Regions from separate parts of the Mus musculus genome. Here region 1 is linked to region 2. A link is a contact called in public Hi-C data. All regions are on one chromosome and are shown on one strand. The core of a region is the stretch at or near the end of the contact, and the rest is flanking DNA. Distances in the headings are between cores, read along the strand shown. Region 1 overlaps Fut10 (fucosyltransferase 10). Region 2 holds the start of Mak16 (MAK16 homolog).

The links. A called contact is a pair of places that touch in the nucleus more often than the background predicts.
Region 1: a contact with region 2 is called in a Hi-C map of uterus, with 2.4 times the contacts expected there. The contact joins the enhancer-like site here to the promoter of Mak16 in region 2. A contact is called at or near these places in 5 of 39 promoter capture datasets (the C10 cell line, the HPC-7 cell line, embryonic stem cells and 2 more), 10 of 484 Hi-C or Micro-C datasets (differentiating embryonic stem cells, embryonic stem cells, forebrain and 6 more), 3 of 115 datasets of contacts at active chromatin or transcription factors (astrocytes and embryonic stem cells) and 3 of 9 other capture datasets (adipose tissue, liver and pancreatic islet).

Annotation. Positions count from the first base shown.
Region 1 is chr8:31,210,503-31,213,703 of GRCm38.p6, forward strand. All of the region lies in intron 3 of Fut10 (fucosyltransferase 10), which reads left to right. Among named protein-coding and RNA genes, the nearest start is that of Fut10, 25 kb to the left of the region's middle. Within about 2 kb of position 1,274, at least 38 of the 459 cell types and tissues checked have an H3K27ac peak or open chromatin away from gene starts, as enhancers often do. A contact at or near this core is called in muscle stem cells and uterus, where this site is marked.
Region 2 is chr8:31,166,863-31,170,451 of GRCm38.p6, forward strand. It overlaps Mak16 (MAK16 homolog), which reads right to left and starts at 1,862. Exons shown (of 10, transcript NM_026453.3): 1 at 1,803-1,862. The coding sequence starts at 1,817.

The sequences.
Region 1 (3,201 bases), core at 24-2,523, 43 kb after region 2:
GGGATCAGGGCGGGGGGAGGGTATAGCATTTGGAATGTAATTGAAGAAAATATCTAATAAAAAATTGGGGGGAAAAGAAAAAAGAAAAAGAAAACATGACTGCCATCCAGGGCATGGTGGTGCACGCCTTTAATCCCAGCAGTTGGGAGGCAGAGACAGACGGATCTCTGAGTTCAAGACCAGCCTGCTGTCTAGAGTGAGTTACATGACAGGCAGGGCCAGGTCTACACCGAGGAACCCTTTCTTGAAAACCAACAACAACAGCAAAAACAAAGAGAATGAAAAAGAAAACACAACTTGTAGTTCCTTTTCCCATGGCCATGAGCAGTTGCTCTCTTATATCCAAAGTTGCACAAAAGTATGTCAGAGCTGTCTCTTTCTCCTTAGCACAATCTCTCCTAATTTTCAGCTCTGCATACTGGTTCTTGCCCATTTTCACGGACTCCCCTGAATACCATAACTTCTTCCCTGGTCAGTGCCTCCTCCCAGCACGCTCTAGTGGTCTTGCATGCAGCTGCTTGCCTCTTCTGCTGCTTCGCTCCCCATTTCGCAGCCTCTATCCATGCTGACTTCCTTTCTTCTCGTGTAATTACCATGCTACCTGCTATCTGAAACCACACTGCTGCTTTCTCCTCTGGAATGTTCCTTCTACTCCCTAATTCTCTTTGTTCCACTCATCCACTCATCCTTCAATCTCAGCCTGTATCACTACTACCCTAGGACACCTCCTCTAACCTGCTGACCAGGTCTAGCCTGCCCTTAAAACATCTCACAAGTCCTCTGAGTTCTGATGTAACATTTACCATGTGACTGATCGCTGGGTGCCTTTCCTACTGTGCTGTGAGCTTCACAAAAATGAGGGCTTTTGCCATTTTACTTCCTATTGTATTTCTAGTCCTGAACATACTCCCCCCCCCCCCCCCCCCCGCCCCCATGCCAAACACTGAAAGAGCTGCCCTGGCCAACCTAATCAAGAGTTTTGTGGCAAGAGTAAGCTGTTCCACATGATGACAAGAGGGGGCAGCAGAGAGCTGTCAGAGTAGAAGCCTCTGTGAGGTTAGCAAACCAGGCTTGTCCGGCTCTTTAATTAGGAACAGACTAGGAGAGGGAGAAATGTCAATTTGGAAACCGAGAGGCCAGAGAACGATCTGTTCAGAAGAAAAATGGGGTGAGAGTGAGAAGGTTCTAGCAGGAGTTCAGGAGAGGAGGCTGGTGAGGTTTGTGAGCATGTCTTAGCCCCTGGCTGGGTGTCCTCATTCACGGCGGTCCTTTCCAGGGCTGGAAAGGATCCTGCCCCAGTCATGCTGCAGACAGGCTAGTCCATGAGGATGGGAGCCGCTGTGTTCTGGCCAGCAGCTTCTTTTCCTCTGGGAGCTCACAGTACATAGAGAGTGGCAATTCTGTCCCTCCACGAGATTTGAGACTCACAGGCTGGACCTTGAGACACGAGGAAGAAGGAGAAGGGTAGGAAGTAACATTTCCAAAGTGCCCTGTGTCACAGACACAACAAAGTCTGTCTGGTAAGATTACACTTTAACGCATTTGAAAGGTGGATGTATTCTGCTCTGCGGGTTACAGTCGTAAGTGTCGGCCATTCATCAGGCGGCTAATCTGAATTTTAACCTTAGCCTCGTGGTTTACAAATCTGTCTTTCTGATATGTACTCAGAAGACACGGAGACTCCCCCCACATTTTTTAAAGCTTCTTCTTGTGTAAGGAGAGCATGGTCTCTTTTTACTCCTGTGTTACACGAGGACTAACATTTTTATGAGGGAGGTGGAGAGTTCAGCTTGGCTCACTTGAGGGCTCTGGGTTCCACCCCCAGCACCACACACAGAAAAGCTGCGCTGGAAACGGTTACCCTAATTATGTGTGTGTTGGTTTCTGGGAAGTATTTAGGTTGATATCCACACTCTGTGTGGCTGGCCTGTAAAGGGAACTCTGTCAGGACCTTCCTCTTGATTTTATATGGAAACAAGCAAACATTTTGGGAGGGTTTCTTGGTCAGAGTGGCTCCCCGTGTAGAGAAAGGAGTTATCAGCTCACAGCTCAGGAACCAGCTTTAGAATTATTCCGAGTTTCTGTGAGGTCCTCTGGAGAGAGTCCCCTCAGGAGAGCTTGCTCTTACGCCCACCCTCCATACCCCCAGTACCTCTATTGCCTTCACTGTCTCCATGGTCTCCACTGCAGGCACTGTGCCTGCTACACCCACTGCGCACACTGCACCCACTGCTTCCTGTGTGCCCACTGCCTCCACTGCATGCACTGTGCCCACTGCTCTCACTGCATCTACTGAGCCCACTGCACCTGCTATGCCCACTGTTCCCACTGCCCCCACTGTGCCCACTGCACCCATTGCCTCTACTGCACCCACTGCCTCCGCTGCACGCACTGTGCCCACTGACCCCACTATACCCACTCTATCCCCTTGCACCCTCTGCACTCACTGCTCCCACTACTTCATCCACTGCATTAACGGTGCCCTCTGCCTCCACTGCTCCTACTGTCCCCGCTGCCCCACTGAACCCACTGCACCTACTGCACTCACTGTAGCCCTACACTCCCTGCAGCCACTGCACACACTGCCTCCATTGAGCCCACTGACCCTACTACACCCACTGTACCCCTTTGTACCCTCTGCGCTCACTGCACACTGCACCCACTGTGCCCACTGGGCCCATTGTTCTCACTGTCTGTCTCTCCTGCCCCTCAGTACCCAATGCCCTCACTGTGTCCCCTGCACTCACTGCACATATTACACTGTAGGCTTTGGCTTGCTATGCCTGAGCACCCTAGCCCAGGTCCCTGACTTCACTGTCCACAGAGCCCGTGTGGCTAGGAGGTCTGTGGCCTGGGATGGAAGAGCATCATCTCAAAAGATAGAAAGCCAGCAGAGTTGAGGGCAGTGCCCAGCACTGTCTCTGTTACCTTAGCAGCTGAGAACTGAGCACGGGCAAGTGCTTTTGGCAAGGGAGAGATATGTGACTCTATCAAGTACTAAATCATGCTGAAGAATTTCACAGACGCTAGTGGTAAATCTGTCGTTAACACCGTCTTTGTCCTTCTTTGCACTAGTGTGGCCTGTTACTATCCATTTTCACCCGCAGGAATGACTTGTCTGTGACCCCTTCCCATTATCACCTGCGGGATAGTATCTGTGTTGCCTTGTTTTTATTAGGTAGATTTGATCAAGCAGTTACT
Region 2 (3,589 bases), core at 612-3,111:
TCCTTGCCCTCACTGTAGGCTCCAGCAACACCACCACCAAAGCACAAACACACAAGATGATGAGGACCATGTCAGAGCACATTGCTGGGTGTCACAGTGAGGAAAGGGTCTTTAGGGAATGAAAAGATAGAGCTATCTTTTAATAGGCCTCGCTCGTCCCCTAACATGAATACATATATTCTTATAAACAACAACAAAGTCGCAAGAAAAACCTAAATGCAGATACGACCATACCCTATTACTCAGCAACAGAAGTTCATTTATAGTTAGTAACTACTTCCCCAGAATTATTTTCAATACATACATACATTCTAGCATCTGTAGTATGCCCTTATGTATAGTGTGAACAAAATGAGCCCTATCACATTTACATTGTAACTTTTTTTACATGTGTTCATTATCCATTGTCCAATTCTGCACAGCACTAGATACTTAGATATACACACCATCATCACAACCTTATTACCTTCTACCTTGTCTCTCTAATGTGTTCTGCACTCTAAAGTAAAGGCACTGCCGTCTCCAAACACAAACCCTGGCGTTTGCTGGATGAGAACAATCCTACGGTCCTTACATCCCGGAACCTGGTGAAGTGCATAGTATATAAAAACGGTGCATCAAGTTGCAATCACTAAAGCCACATATGGGGGTGTGTGTGTGAGCATAAAGGTCTCTAGATGGACTGCACTGAAGAGCCAAGAAGGACCCTAGAGCAGTTAAAGGGGGGAAGAACGAAGGGCCAAAGAATAAAACACACAGGGGTAAGGATTGTAGGAAACGAGAAGTGGAGTGGGTGTATTATTCAGCTTCGTGGTCAGACCTCTTACACATCATTTGGTCACACCTCTTTCCTGGGCACCGGATTTGTCTGTGCGCCCAGCTGCCCACTTAGCATCTCTAAAAGGATCCCGATGGTAAACATACCCCAGTGCAACTCTCATTTTCACGCTCTTCTTAAATTAAAAAAAAAAAAAAATACAACAGTTCTCCCTAGTTCCCACTAAAAAAGACCTGGAAACCATTTCCTTCAAGGTTCTCCCTGACCTTGTCCGGGCAAGCCTATCAAATCCAGTCTCCCCCTCATCCTCTGGATTCCTGTAACAAGTCCTTCCCTATCTCTCATCTTTGTACCTTTACTATTCCTACGGCTCTTCAGTGGCTGCCTCAGTCCCAATTCTGGGGTTTTTAGCCCAATGTGACTGATCTACCGCTCTTTCTCCATTACTCCTCTTTCATAGTACCGTTATTCTCCATCCCCAGAGTGCTCATGAGAGCAGAGGTTTTTTTGGTTTTTTTTAAATGTCTTTTGCCCGACTGTTAACAACCAATCATCACACTGAACCTACACCAGTTGGATACTGGCTATGTACTTACAACTCTGTGAACAGACAAACGAAGTCTTACTTCCGAAACTACGCCTCGGGCAGGCTGCAGAGCAAAATAAAAAGCCTAACACTGGAGAGGTAGCGCTCATGGAGGAGTTCCCTAAGCACGGATTTTAAACATCGCATCTCTCCCGCCTTGCCACCCCGAGACAACTGCCGTTCAGATGGCAGCTGGCACAAAGGGCTTCACTGCCAAGCACTAGGGACTAAGGAAGCCCACCCGGCGGGCTGGGGCTGGGGTGGCCTGGCCTTCTACACGCGCGTGGGAAGCCACTATCGGAAATCGGGGCTCTGCAAGTCTCGCCATCCGGGAGAAGCGGAGACAAACGGGCCGTCTGAGCGTGCGGGACTGAATCCTAAATGAGCGAAATGCCGCGCAAAACCCAGTGGTGCCAAGGCGAGAGGAGGAAAACTCACGTCGTCCGACTGCATGGTGCCGGCAGCTCAGCTCGCCGCATTAGGAAGGACCGGGGAAGCGGCCACGCTTCTTCCGCGGAGCCACTTCCGGAGAGCCACTAACCTATCGCGAGAACGTCTCAGTGTCCCAGAAGCCCGTGACGTCCCCGGGCACAGTGAGCATGCGCGCTTCCGCGCCAGCGCACGCTTGGATCCTGGCGTGCTCGCCTCCGGCAGCCCTTGCCCTAGGAGCGCACATATCGTCTTGTCCTGCTTGCTGTGTCTCTGCGCGAGCTCCAAACCTCTAAAAAGTGGGGCTTCTTTGTCCTCTCTAACCCAAGGCGCACCCTCCGAGTCACTTGTGCACGCGCGGGGCTTTAATGCTAATTACCGTCCCATTTCTGGCCGTGGCCGCGTGCCTGGAAAGCCTGAAGCCGTCAGCTCTTTTACCAACCCGCGGGAACTTCTAGCAGCCATCTCCGTTCTCACTTTGAAACACACACGGCAGTGTCGTATGGGGAAACAACATAACAAACGAAAAAAACCTGTATGCATGTGACCCCCAAACGGACAGATTCTACTGTCGCTCCCTTGCTCCTTCTGTAAGGATCAAACTCGGGTTACCAGACTCACACTCCTTCCTGAGCCATTATCCAGGCCTGAGAAAGTGCTTTTAAAAGGTCAGCAGGAGTGATAATAAAATGAGGGTTGCTTCCCCAGTTCTCCCTTTTGAAAGCCATTAAGTAGTTCAAGTGATTTTGAAGAAATTGTCATGTGCCAAATACAGTCCCGGACAGAGCAATGAAGGGGAACAATGTTCTACACCCTCAAGGTCCTTACTTAGCAATGGGATTCAGAGACTTGTACCATAAACTGTATAATATAATGTTTAAGTACTGTTAAGTGCTGTAAAAGCAACGAGGCAGCTGTGAACACTCAGCTAGTGGGGAGGTTGGTTCGGGAGCTTGAGACCAACTTGAGTTTTACAGGGAGGTCATAGCCGGATGCTGGCAATGGTGATAACGATGAGGATAACGCAAAGTAAGTTAGTGGAGACAGGTTCTTTTAGAAAGGTTTATATGTAGCAGACAATGGCCTAGTCGGTCATCAATGGGAGGAGAGGCCCTAGATCCTGTGAAGGTTCTATGCCCCAGTATAAGGGAATGCCTGGAGTGGAATGCCAGGAATGGGAGTGGGTGGGCTGGGGAGCAGGGGGAGGGGGTAGGGGATTTTCGGAGGGGAAACTAGGAAAGGGAATAACCTTTGAAATGTAAATAAAATATCTTTTAAGAAAGGAAGGTTTATTGGGAGAATGCGGTAGAAGTAAGTGATAATTAGGTAGAGAATCACATTGAGGTAATGCAGTAAGTTGTGGCATCAGGGTGTGTGTGCCTTTTAAGGAAAGATAATGAAGAGCCCTACACTTAAGGAGATAGTTGGAGTAAAAACAGACAAAGGAAAAGTGTGGGCTAGAGAACGGAGAGCAAGAGGAAAGATCAGTAGGAAATTAAACCAGGAGGAACCCAGACCCAAAGTATATGCAGCCTTACAGTACAGCAAAGTATATGACCTTTGTGGTAAACATCTGAGGTCTGCATGCTAGATTGCATCTCTGATGAAACAGTAACGTATGACAGCGTGATATTGCTCTCCTCACAGCTCTCAAACTGAGTGTGGGTGCAGCCAACAGTGTGGTTGGCCTTGTGTGTGGTTGTGGGGAACCCAGTGCCTTAATCATGCTAGGCAAGGTTGTACCATTGAGCGACACCTGTCACCCTGTATTGAGCTACATCTGGCTGTCTATTTGT